2 separate regions of the Mus musculus genome follow, and region 1 is linked to region 2. The links are chromatin contacts, called in public promoter capture Hi-C maps. All regions are on one chromosome and are shown on one strand. The core of a region is the stretch at or near the end of the contact, and the rest is flanking DNA. Distances in the headings are between cores, read along the strand shown. Region 1 holds the start of Slc25a20 (solute carrier family 25 (mitochondrial carnitine/acylcarnitine translocase), member 20). Region 2 overlaps Arih2 (ariadne RBR E3 ubiquitin protein ligase 2).

Region 1 (2,875 bases), core at 239-2,738, 35 kb after region 2:
TTTCAGGGGTTGTGAGGGTTCCCACTCTCTTGGTGATCTAATTTCACTCGTTAATACTGAATTTAACCACTAGCCCGAGCCTCTTTACAGAATCCTGGATCAGGAGATAGATCTATTAATAGAAATCTCAAACTAATTATGTCTAAAATGTCCTTTACCATCCTCTAATCTGCTTGACCCCATCTCTTCCCCAATCTCAGTTAAAGATGATGTCTTCTCTCTAGTTGCTAAGGCCAAAAACATTAGCATTGTCCCGTAAGCCTCTCTCACAAAACTTTTTCTAAAAAAAAAATATATATTTACTCATTTTTATTTTGTGTCCTTGAGTCTTTGCCTCCATGAATGTATGTGTGCTTGGTGCCCAAAGAGGCCCAAAGAGGGCATTAGGTCTCATGGAAGTATAGTTTCAGACAGTTCTGGGCTGCTACGAGGGTGCAGGGAACAGAACCCAGGTACTCTGTAAGAGCAGCCAGTTCTCTGAGCTGCTGAGCCAGCTTCTGCAGCTTCTGCATGAGTAGTGAGCAGAATGAATTTCCGTTCACTAACAGGTCCTTCGGGTTTTCCTTTAGAAAATATTCACCATTGGATCGCACCTCGTTAACAACTCTGCTATGTGCTGGTCCAAGCCAACATTTCTACTCATGACCTTTAACTTTCTCCAGCCCCCTGGATTTCCTCTGGCTGTTTTCACCAGCAGTTACAGCGATCCTGATTTTTGTCTGTTTGTTTTAAAATCCGATCTGAGATTGTTAGTCTCCATCTAAAACCTGTCATAGAAGAGACTGATGTCCTCACAGTTCCTCCTGATGAGTAGTCTCCGTTTCTCCTGTCCTCACTGGCTGCTCCACCATCCCACCGCACCCCATTCCCACCCCTGTGGCCTGTGGTTTCTCAGATTTGACAACACAGACATCTCAGAGTTTTCAAATTTTCTTTATCTTCTGCCAGAAAGGTCCTTCATCCTTTACCGGGTATCTTTAGACAGGACTCATTTCCATGCCCTAGATCTTAATCCTTTGCCTTCCTAATGAGAGCTTCTCTTGTTTAACAAATTAGTTACAAATTATTTGTCTCCCACACTTTACTTCTTCCCGGATTTATTTTCCTATAGAGCCATTTTTACCATAGGACATATGCCATTTTTAACTTAGTCAAGGCTTATCAAAGACAGGGACCTCTATGGGGTACCTCCACTCTTCAGCACCTAAAAAAAAAAAAGTGGCTGTCACGCAAAAGGGTGTATGCGACCTCTGGGGAGTGCACAGATGCATAGGACCACAGAGGACCAGAGAAAGAAAAAAACTCAAGTCCAAGAAGACTTCCTGGAGGAGTAAGTCCCTGACAATCATTCCCAAGCCCCTCCCATACATCATTAGGGAAAGAGCCCCGCCCACTAAGGAGGAGGGCAGCCGGAAGTAGACTTCAGGGCGGAAGCCAGGCTAGTACGACTGGGCCCTCTTTCCGACCTGCCCACGGCCCCGCCCACCTGAATGTAGGTGAAAGGTCGGCGGAGCCGCTCGGGCAGCGGAGCAAGACCAAGACTGCCCGGAGCTGACAGACAGACAGACAGAAGACTGAGCATGGCAGACGAGCCGAAACCCATCAGTCCGTTTAAGAACCTCCTGGCTGGCGGCTTCGGCGGCATGTGCCTGGTGTTTGTGGGGCACCCCCTGGACACGGTCAAGGTGCGCGGAGTGTGGACGGGGGCTTGTGGAGGAATGCCCCGGGGCGGTGTGTGTGTGTGTGGGGGGGGGGGGGGGGGTTACGTGGAAAGTAGGGACCGCCGCGAGGTGCTGCCTTTCTGAACAGAAGTGGAGCCGGGCTGATGGATGCTTCCTTCCGTGGGAAGTTTACAGAGGGTTGGTATGTAGTTTACTAGGAAGCGCTGCTTTACCTAACCCGGCCAGAGGCTCTGCATTCAACTCCCTGGCACCTCAAAACAATTTTTTTTTCCTCTCGAGAATCAATACGAAATAGACAGAGGCTGTACCTCGCGCCCTAAGAGCCCTACAGCTCCTATTTCAAGGTCTTCGGATGGCAGTCTTTTTTTGAGCCCTGCGCACTTCTTTGGAGATGAGAAAGAAAAAGCTGCTGTCTGTGCCCGGTTAACCCTGATATTGTTATAAAGATTGGAACAGGTTATCTGTAGACTTGACCTCCCCCACAAATTAAGGACAAAGGTGGCAGAGATGTCCTTTGACACAGTCTCGTAAAGCCGGTGTGTCCCATAGCCTATCTCTTGTGCACTTTTCTTTGCCTGAAGAGGCACCTGGCCATTTACAGCCAGTCATTCACTGCAGGGTAAGCTGCATAGTCACCCCCATAGCAAGCAATGACCAGCCAGGCTCAGGTGTGGAAATCGAGGGGACCTTTCTCTCCTCAGCCTTTTATTCTTCCTCTTGCTGTACTCTCAGCCAGGTCTTGTGGAGACTAAAATCTATATTCGATGACTTAGCTCATAGATGAGCTCATATAAGCTCGTAGCTTATAGGTTTCTTTTTTCTTCTTCTTCTTCTTCTTCTTTTTTTATGGACATAGACCTGAAAGGAAATGACAGGTCATAGCCAGGATGAGCCTGTGAGAAGAAGACATGAGTCTTTTGTGTGTGTGGATGGCGTGTTGCTGGGGGCTGGAAGCCAGAGAAGATGTGAATCTCATAAAGGTGGTAACCTCGGTTGGGGGCTTGATAGGATGTCAGATCCAGTTTCCTCTGAAAGAGAACAGTATCCAAGGGCTCTTCCTTGGCAGGCTTGACAGCAGGCTATCTCACGGCCTCTGTTCAAAGTGAGGCTCACCACAGACAGCTCATCCCGAGGAGACTCTGTAGTGTTCATCTGTGAGAAATCAGATCCTATCAGTAGCAAAGGCTGTGCTT
Region 2 (3,138 bases), core at 487-2,986:
CTTTCCCTTAAGATTTTATTGTTTTCTCCTCCTCCTCCTTATTTATTTTATACATATGAGTTTACCACCATTGCTCTCTTCAGACACACCAGAGGAGGCCATCCAGACCCCATTACAGATGGTTGTGAGCCACCATGAGGTTGCTGGGAATTGAACTCAGGACCTCTGGAAAAGAGGTCAGTGCTCTTAACTGCTGAGCCATCTCTCCAGCCCAAGACTTTGTTTAAAGCACTGATTTCTATTTTTCTACAAGTTTATCTGGGCATGGCAGTGCAAGCCTCCCATCACCACACTAGAGAGGCAGAAGCAGGAAAATCTCTGTGTATTGGAGACCAACCTGGTTTACAAAGTGAGTTCTAACTGCAGTGCCCTTATTGAGGGTGATGCATGTGACATGGTACCTGTGTGGAGGTCAGAGGACAACCTGTGAAGCCGACTGTTATCCACCCATCTTTTTTTTTTTTTTTTTTTAAGACAGGTCTCACTTATATAGCCTTGGCTATTCTGGAACTCACTATGTAGGCCAGGTTGGCTTCTTCTTCTTCTTTTTTTTTTTTTTTTTTTTTTTGTTTTTCGAGACAGGGTTTCTCTGTGTAGCCCTGGCTGTCCTGGAACTCACTCTGTAGACCAGGCTGGCCTCGAACTCAGAAAATCCGCCTGCCTCTGCCTCCCAAGTGCTGGGATTAAAGGCGTGAGCCACCATGCCCGGCCCAGGTTGGCTTCTTACAGACTTTCCTGCCTCTGCCTTCCACGTGCTGGGTGAGATTAAAGGTGTGCGCCACCATGCCCCGCTAAACTTTTAGGTCAGTTCCAGGGATCAAATTTGGGTCATGGCCAGGCTTATGCAGCAAAGTGTCTTTACCCAATGGGTAATCTTGCAGGTGCTATTTTCTTTTTAATTTTATTTCATGGTGTTCTGGTCCTGGATGCATTGCTTTCATGTGTGTCTGCACAGACTTGTATGACTGGTGACCAAGCAGGCCAGAAGAAGGCATCAGACCACCTAGAATTGGAGTTACAGAGGGTTGTGAGCTGCCATGTGGGAACTGGGAACTGAATCTAGAATCAAGAAGGGCTTCCAGGGTTTCCAGGGCTCTTAACAACTGAGTCAACTCTCCTGCCCCTGTTTGCTTTTGAAACAGGGTCTTGTTATGTCATTGTACCTACGCTGAGACTTTGAATGTAAACTGATTCTTCTGCCTCTACTTCATGAGTGCTGGGATATAGGTGTGTGCCACCATCCTAGCTGTAATTTTAACAGTTTTAAACAAAGGCTAACTGATTATATATTATAAATTCTAGACGGTCATGTAATTTTCACTAGCCCTACGACAGTTTACCTGACCAAGCCTAAGAAGTTCCACTGAATGTTTTGCTATCAACTTGCCATATTCTCAAAGTCACTCAATGTCCACAAGGAATGTCTTTCAGGTTAGTTTGCTTAGTGGCCTGTCTGTGACCTATCATATTTGTGCCCAAACCACACTCAGTGTCAACACACACACATACCAAAATCAGGCCATCTGACTTGGAGCTAAGAAAAAACGATGACTGCAAAGGCAGGGAAGGGGAAGCAAGCCAACACTGGCACTTCCCTGGAGTGGGCTGAGCAGTGTGCAGTGGGTAAAGTGCTTGGCAAGCAAGTATGATGACCACAGTCGGGATCCCCAGCACCCTTTAAGTGTGGAATAGGCTTGGCAGCTTGCCTGTATTCCCAGCATGCTCAAGAGGCCCAGACATGTGACCCCTAGAGCACACTGATTAGCAAACTCTGGACTCAAAGACCCTAACTCCATATAAGGTAGAGAGTCACTGGGAAGAATTCTAGGACCTCTAGTCTCCACAGTAATGCTCACACACACACATACAACCCATGTCTGCCTGTACACACTGTAAGCATGCAGGCATACGAACATACCACAAACAAGAAAAAAGGGGGTGGGGTAGGCCTACCCTCAACTTTCATGGTGGCTTGAAGAGCATTTCATAGAATAAAAATGGGGTTAGAGCAGAAATCAGGTACAGTCCATCTTTCTGCCTTTCTCCCCCTTTTCCCTGAGCCCTCAATACCTATAACAAGATGGAGCAGATGCTGGTGGGAACCTGTCCTTCCAACTTGAAGGACACTTCTTGATGACATTTACCCTACATAATATTCTGTACTGCCTATAGGCCGCAATCCAATACAGCATCTCCAGATCTTTATTTCAAAAAACATTGACTTTACACGTGTCAAAATGAGTGTTTCTGATCACCAGTACTTCCCAAAGGTGTCAAACATCTAACAACGTCCTTTATAGTCTGTGTTTGTAAAGGAAACTGAAAAGTTATCTCTCTACCACAGACTTTCAAACATGTTCAGCAATTACCACTTAGTGACACAGAGAGACCTACAGAAGTAGACAGCAGTATAGGAGTCAAGTTTTCCTTTCTGGTTTTAAAGAGTTAGTGACTGTGCCACTCAATTTTATTAATACTTCAAAAGCAAGGTGCTGGACGAAAAGCAGAGACCACAGGGAAATTCAGGATTTAGGTATGTATTGTTAAGATTTCCTCACTGAGACGTAATGACATCTATACAAATACTTTAGTTTGTATTATCAACCAGCAGGTGGTCCCAAACAAGGATAACAGCACAGAAGCCTATAGCCTCACCACTTCATAAGCTGCTCTAGAACAGGAGTTTTCAACCTTGCTAATGCCGCGATCCTTAATACAGTTCCGCATGCTATGATGATCCCTAACCACAAAATTATTTTCATTGCTACTTCATAACTGTAAATTTGCGACAGTTATGAATCATAATGAAAATTATTTTTGGAGATAAAGGTTTGCTAAACCTTTCACAATCCACAGGTTAAGAACTGCTAGAGACATATGCCCTCATAAGCTAAGAATTTTAGAGATAATCAAAATGAAGTCAAACAAAACAGCCAGCTCAGGATGGAAACTATCTTGGTAACTATAGTGGGTTGAATAAGAATGACCCCATAATATCTCAGAGTTGAATACTCGGTCCCCAGGAAGTATCACAATTTGAAAGGATTAGGAGGTGTGGCCTTGTTGGAGAAAGTGTGTCACTGAGGGTGGGCCATGAGTTTTCACATAGCCCATTCCAAGCAGTCTCTCTCTTCCAAC

Evidence for each region. Promoter capture Hi-C pulls out the DNA fragments that hold promoters and counts their contacts.
Region 1: a contact with region 2 is called in a promoter capture Hi-C map of macrophages, with 7 read pairs. The contact joins the promoter of Slc25a20 here to the enhancer-like site in region 2. A contact is called at or near these places in 7 of 39 promoter capture datasets (3T3-L1-derived adipocytes, the C10 cell line, embryonic stem cells and 3 more), 7 of 484 Hi-C or Micro-C datasets (CD8 T cells, bone marrow-derived macrophages, embryonic stem cells and 2 more), 4 of 115 datasets of contacts at active chromatin or transcription factors (the HPC-7 cell line, embryonic stem cells and microglia) and 3 of 9 other capture datasets (adipose tissue, liver and pancreatic islet).

What each region holds. Positions count from the first base shown.
Region 1 is chr9:108,660,648-108,663,522 of GRCm38.p6, forward strand. It overlaps Slc25a20 (solute carrier family 25 (mitochondrial carnitine/acylcarnitine translocase), member 20), which reads left to right and starts at 1,489. Exons shown (of 9, transcript NM_020520.5): 1 at 1,489-1,685. The coding sequence starts at 1,581.
Region 2 is chr9:108,625,050-108,628,187 of GRCm38.p6, forward strand. All of the region lies in intron 3 of Arih2 (ariadne RBR E3 ubiquitin protein ligase 2), which reads right to left. Among named protein-coding and RNA genes, the nearest start is that of Arih2, 23 kb to the right of the region's middle. Within about 2 kb of position 1,737, at least 21 of the 459 cell types and tissues checked have an H3K27ac peak or open chromatin away from gene starts, as enhancers often do. A contact at or near this core is called in bone marrow-derived macrophages and macrophages, where this site is marked.